Regions from separate parts of the Gossypium hirsutum genome. Here region 2 is linked to region 1. The links are chromatin contacts, called in public Hi-C maps. All regions are on one chromosome and are shown on one strand. Each heading gives the region's core, a stretch centred on a gene start, on an enhancer-like site or on the middle of the called end of the contact. The rest is flanking DNA. Distances are from core to core; before and after follow the strand shown.

Evidence for each region. Hi-C and Micro-C count contacts between places; a contact is called where the count stands out from the background.
Region 2: a Hi-C map of leaf shows a contact between it and region 1, with 1.9 times the contacts expected there. The contact joins the promoter of LOC107910232 here to the promoter of LOC107910589 in region 1. A contact is called at or near these places in 2 of 34 Hi-C or Micro-C datasets (both in leaf).

The regions. Positions count from the first base shown.
Region 1 is chrD02:13,888,119-13,891,325 of Gossypium_hirsutum_v2.1, reverse strand. LOC107910589 (transmembrane protein 50 homolog) reads left to right here and starts at 1,780. Exons shown (of 4, transcript XM_016838471.2): 1 at 1,780-2,131; 2 at 2,240-2,327; 3 at 3,146-3,207. The coding sequence starts at 1,999.
Region 2 is chrD02:14,483,205-14,486,411 of Gossypium_hirsutum_v2.1, reverse strand. It overlaps LOC107910232 (probable enoyl-CoA hydratase 1, peroxisomal), which reads left to right and starts at 1,577. Exons shown (of 3, transcript XM_016838016.2): 1 at 1,577-2,288; 2 at 2,373-2,655. The coding sequence starts at 1,879.

The DNA.
Region 1 (3,207 bases), core at 531-3,030:
ATTAAGATAGTTGCAACGCAACAAGTAAATGCCTCTAAAATAGTAGCAAAATTAACAATAAAACAAGAATTATACAATATCCAGACAATAACAACAAAATATTAGCAATATAATAGTGAAATGGAAGCAAAACAGTAACAAAAAAGAAAGTTAAGACTAATTCGGGCCGGGTCGAGTCCAAGCAAAAAAATCCTACCTGAGTCCCGACCCTTTTAGAAAATGAGCCTTATTTTTTTGTCCAAACTCATTTTTCGAATCTATATTTTCACCCAAACTCTCCCACTTTTTAAGCGGGCCTTCAGGCCAGAACGGATGACCCGACCCATGATCAAATCTAGCAATAGCCAAGTTGATTAAAACAAATCACAAAAAGAGAAATCTATATATTTGAGTTTATTATTTTTGGTCATGGAAAATTGGGGATGTGAAAAAGAATTTTTTTTTTAAAAAAATTATGGTTAAAATTTATTTTTTTAAAGTAGGGTTAAACCTCATTTATATTAAAAGATTGAGGACTAAAATGATAATTTTTTTTATTTTACTTATATTATGTGGAAAAACAAAATTTTAGAAATAATTTATCATTGGAGTTTTTAACGAGAGTGACAAAAATGATCGAACTATGTAACGTGGGTACCTAAATTGTAAACTTTTTATTTTAGGTGCCTAAAATAAGAATTTTTTTTAGTTCAGTGACTATCTGTGTAGTTTACCCTTTGATAAATACTAATTTGCTAGCATGATCTAAATTAGTACTTAGGTAAACTACACCTAAGATCACTAAACTATTAGTAAATTTACACTTTAGTCACTCAACTTAAAAAACATTCAAATTAGTTACTAAATTATACGAAGATTACAAGTTGGTCATTGACCTGTTAAGTTCCTAATGGATGTTAGATGTGAGGATGGATAAGTTTACAATTTGGTCACTAAATAATGCTCAAAATGACTTGTAAATTTGCTAATAGTCAAGTGACCAAATTATAATTTTACTAATATTTAATTGTCCAAATTGTAAATTTACTAATACAAGAGTGACCAAAGTGTAAACTGACTCATCCCCGCATCTAACATTGGTTAGGAACATAATGGCTAGTGACCAACTTATAATTTTCGAATGGTTCAATGATCAATTGTATCTTTTTGAAATTAAATAATCAAAGTATAAATTTATTAATAATTTAGTGATATTTGGTGTAGTTTAGGTTTAATACATTTATTTTTAGATGAAATAAAAGTTTTCATAAATATACGTATCGATCCGAGAGGGAGTTATAAGTAGAATTGTCCATGGATCGGGTCAAGTTCAGGTCAGGCCTTAACAAAATTTTAGGCTCGAGATTGGCCTGGGCTAGCCCGAAAAATGGCCTAAATTTTTGCCCAAGCTTAGCTTGGATTAAAAAATGCTAAAACCCGAGCCCAACCATATTAATTTTCTTATTTTTATTTTTTATATAAAAATTAAAAAATATAATACAAAAAATATACAAAAAATATTAAAATAAATATTTTCCTATAAATTGAAAATAAATTAAAAAAGTCTTTATAATTAAATAACACTAAGATAAGTGCTTGTTAGTAAAATTAATAATAAAACAAGTGTTATACAATGTGCAAAAATTAACAACAAAATAGTAGTAATATAATGGTAAAATGTTAGCATAACAGTAGAAAAAAGTGAGAAAACAGTAACAAAATATGGAAAAACAATAGCAAAACAACAAGATTCTTTTTATTGTAAATTCAAACAAGGTTGGGCCTAACCCAAGCAAAAATTTTTACCCAAAACTCAACCTATTCTCTAAACAGATCTTGTATTTTATCCAAATCCCCTCAGGCAGATGTTCCATCGGGCTGGTGACCCAACTGATGGACAACTATAGTTATAAGAGTGGAAAATAATGTTCAGCATATTAGCTGTACAGTTTTCTCTCTTTCTTTTTTGTTCCTTGTCAATTATTAGTCAATTAATTAGATCGGAGAACAATCAATCAAATGGAGTTAGGGGAACTGTGGGCGATCTTCGGTCCCGGCGTCGCTGGCGCAGTGTTCGGTGCCGGCTGGTGGTTTTGGGTCGACGCCGTCATATGCAGCTCCGTCAATGTCTCTTTCGTCCACTATTTACCTGGTACATCGTGTTTCACCTTTTTTTCTTCCATTAATTTATCAGCTTCCTTTCTAATTTCCTATTATCAATGTTTATATGGTTCATCATTATTATTATTTATTTATTTAGGAATATTTGCTTCTATCGCGGCTTTGATGTTCAATTGCGTTAGGAAAGAGGATATTGATTACTCTCCTTATGATGAAGGCGAGTGGAGGTTAGCTATTTCTTTTCCTTACCTATTTTAATTGAAGCTTTTTTCCCCGAGAAGTTTCCTTCCATATGCTCTACAGAGTTTGATTATACATTCTATTACTGAATTTTGCTAAAATTATAATAATCTTGCCAGTGTTTTGAAAGTTAAGTACTTAGTTAGGGTTTTACTATTTGCTCTGAGTTGTGATACTTTCTGGTGAAATTGAGCTGCTTTTTTTCATATGGCTACTTGAAACGAGGTTTATTGATTTTGTAATGATTACTTTTGAACTCCGAATTCCATAAGCATATTTCTTCGGATTCAACCATAAGCCTGGCAATAATCGTTTCTTTATGACTTGAAAATTTTCAGTAGTAAATGTAAAGAAGTTTGCAGCATGTATTGATGCCATTATCTGAGGGTGAGGGTGTTATATCGGCTAACAATATGTGTTATGCATGGTTTGTCCTGTTCATCCTTGTGTTTAGTGGTACTTAATAAGCTGATCTATTCATCGGCACTTGTAGAGATTAGAATTCTGGATTTGGCACTAGGGCTTTATTTGAATTAAAGCAATTGGGAATTGCTAATGGTGTTTATGCTTTTGATGCACATTCTATCTTGTTTTGTTTTCTTGCCATGCGCCTTGGTTTTCATGTAATTGTGTTTATTGCTTATATTAAGATTGTTTATGTGGCACGTTTCTAGTTGTCCCAACGAATCTGCTGACCATCCTCGTAAATGTTCTGCTATATATTCCAACTCTAGATTCCTTTTATGAAAATTGCTATAAGATTGCTTGTTTTGGGCTAATGGATGCTAATCCGTGATTACAACAGGTTGAAGCTCTGGCTTTTCTTTGCTTATGTTGTATCCTTTGTCTCACTAGCTGCTTCAGTTG
Region 2 (3,207 bases), core at 328-2,827, 600 kb before region 1:
ATTTTTTTTCAAAAATTACCAAAATTGGCCAATTATTTAATTATTTACCGGAATGGTCCATTTTCCGCGAAATCGCATCCACGTCAGCGTGATGTCAGGGTACGCGCTAGGAAATCGCGTCCACGTCAGCGCAATTTGCTTACGTGGACACAAATCGCGCCCTCTAGGACGCGATTTTGCTGACGTGGATGAACAATTTCTCATTTTTAGCTTGAAAAACTTTGAAAGGCCATAACTTTTCGCTCGGTTGTCCGATTGAGACGAACTTTTTTTATTTCAAATAACTTTTCGAGATCTACGCGCTGACAAACAGCCGAAGGCGGTTTGCCACACTTTTCATCGAAAAAGATCCCTTTTTGCCCCTAAATTTTAATTTTTTCGGTTTAAAATTAAATTTTAAAACATTCAAATCATTATTTTCCTTATTTATTTGAAGTAAACACCGGATTTTTTTACAGAATTGTTGTATTATTTCTTCTGATTTGACACGTGTATGGAATAGGTCCGATAAATCGTTAGAACGTAAGTAATATAATTAAGATAATAACAGTATTTTTATAATATATCAATTAATTAGTTTAGTTTAGTTGGTTAAGATGCTTGCTCTTTTCCTTTAATACCTTGGTTCGAATCTTGTTGTTAACAATTTTGAATCTTTTTTAAATCAATAGCAACAAGTACAAAAAAATATTCAAATGGCACATCACATTCCTCAACAGTCAACTCTTTTAACATAGAAAAGGAATTCTTATGAAATTTGCTGTGCCATATCCTCTTTGCGTTCCTCAAATGGCAGATTGTGATTTTCTCCAAGTTAGGAAAAGTAACCTGCATAATGATAGAAAGTGCTAATTACAATTAGAAATAACTTATATAAAATGTTAGCTCATCGATGCTTAGGCAAAGGCATCGGTAACTCATATAATTAAGACAATTAGAATCATTGGTCGTTTGAGAAGAACTTAAATGAATTTAATATAAAATTATATTCAGTTGACTTTTCTGTACGTAACTATTAACATATACACACACTACAAATAATGATTTGAATGTTTCGAAATTTAATTTTAAACCGAAAAAATCAAAATTTAGGGGCAAAAGGGATCTTTTTCGATGAAAAGTGTGGCAAACAACCTTCGGCAGTTTTTCAGCATGTAGATCTCAAAAAGTTATTCGAAATAAAAAAAATTCGTCTTAATCGGACAACCGAGCGAAAAGTTATGGCCTTTCAAAATTTTTCAAGCTAAAAATGAGAAACTGTTCATCCACATCAACAAATCGCGCCCTAGGGCGCGATTTGTGTCCACGTAAGCAAATCACACTGACATGAACGCGATTTCCTGGCGCGTACCCTAACATCGCGCTGACGTGGACGCGATTTCACGAAAAATGGACTATTCCAATAAATTAAATAATTGGTCTATTTCAGTAATTTTTAAAAAAAAAATTTAGTCATTTGCCCTAATATAACATCTTCTGATCAGGCCGTATCCAAATTAAAATTTTTTATCTAAGACTTAACCTAAATAAATATTTTTTATTTAAATTCTTTTATATTTTAAGTAGATCTCTGGGCTTAGACAAGTGAGTTGGCACTCGAATAGATCTACGATTGAGTTAGTTTACCCTTAAATGAAATAAACAGTAGGGAGTGGGATTTTTTTGTTTTCTTATGTTCTTATCCGCTTTCCCGTCGCCGTAATCAGACACGCAATTCAAGGCATTATCTACACGCGATCAACGATGATGACGAAACCCATTTACCAAAACCAGATCCATGTTGAAAATATTTTTTTTATATAACCATTTCCAAAATTGCAATAAAATTTATTCATCTTCTCTTTTGAATCTTTCCCTTTCTTTCCTTTTCCTGTAAAAATGGAGGGTTCCTCGTCTGACAAGCTGATCGTTGTGACCCGTGAACCTGATGGGATCGCTATTGTTACCATCAATCGACCCAAATCTCTCAACTCCTTGACCCGACCCATGATGGTGGACTTGGCCAAGGCTTTCAAGGCTCTTGCGAAGGACAACTCGGTGCGGGTCATCATCTTGTCTGGAGCTGGACGGGCTTTCTGTTCAGGCGTGGATTTGACGGCTGCACAAGATGTTTTCAAGGGTGACGTTAAGGACCCGGAGACGGATCCGGTTGTTCAGATGGAGCAATGCCCCAAACCCATCATCGGAGCTATCAACGGCGTTGCTATTACTGCCGGCTTCGAGATCGCCCTCGCTTGTGACATGCTGGTCGCTGCTAAGGGAGCCACTTTCGTTGATACTCACGCCAGGTAACAATTGCTGAAGATAAACAAGTCGAAGGCTTTGATTGTCTCATGTGTTGATTTAGTGTTGTTTTCAAAAAATGATTGTAGATTTGGGATATTTCCTTCATGGGGTTTATCCCAGAAGCTTGCACGCTTCATAGGACCAAACAAGGCTCGCGAAGTGTCGTTGGCAGCCATGCCTTTGTCAGCAGAGGAAGCTGAGAAATTGGGGTTTGTCAATTATGTTGTTGACCAAAATGAAGTGTTGAATAAAGCTCGACAACTTGCAGGAGCAATTATGAAGAACAGTCAAGACTTGGTTCTCAGGTACAAGTCTGTGATCAATGATGGGTACAAATTGGATCTTCGCCAGGGTCTTGCCATAGAAAAGGTATTCATTAAGCTTATGTGTATCTTTTCTTGGATAAGCATGGTTTTATTTATCTAAAAGAACTTGGAAATTGCTGCTACATAATGAAAAGAAAGTAATCAAAGCTATGCAATACAAGAATAAAAGAAAGTGAAAAAGATTGTATTCCATGTGTCTTTACATGGTATCTTAGCCCTGCTAACGGTCGTCTTCGCACGGTTAATGGTATGTTTGGTAATCTGCTGAAAAGTTCCATATAATCTGTTGTTTATCTCCCTTCAAATCTGGTAGATGAAGGTCCTAGCAATACTCAATACAATTCTGATCGAGGATTCACTGCTTAAGTATCTTTATAGCTTTTTTTGAGTTCGCATTGACATAGAATATCCTTTGCGACTTTCTTAGAGAGCACAATTTGAAGAACAAGTAGTTTTTAAATTCTTGCTCTGGCTGACAGAGAACACACGCACAGTATGGTGTTATCCTCCAGGATAGTGAATGATCCTTGGTTGACAGCCTAATAAGTGTAGCCATCCAATAAATCATTGCAGGCTTTGGGATTTGGAGAGGAAA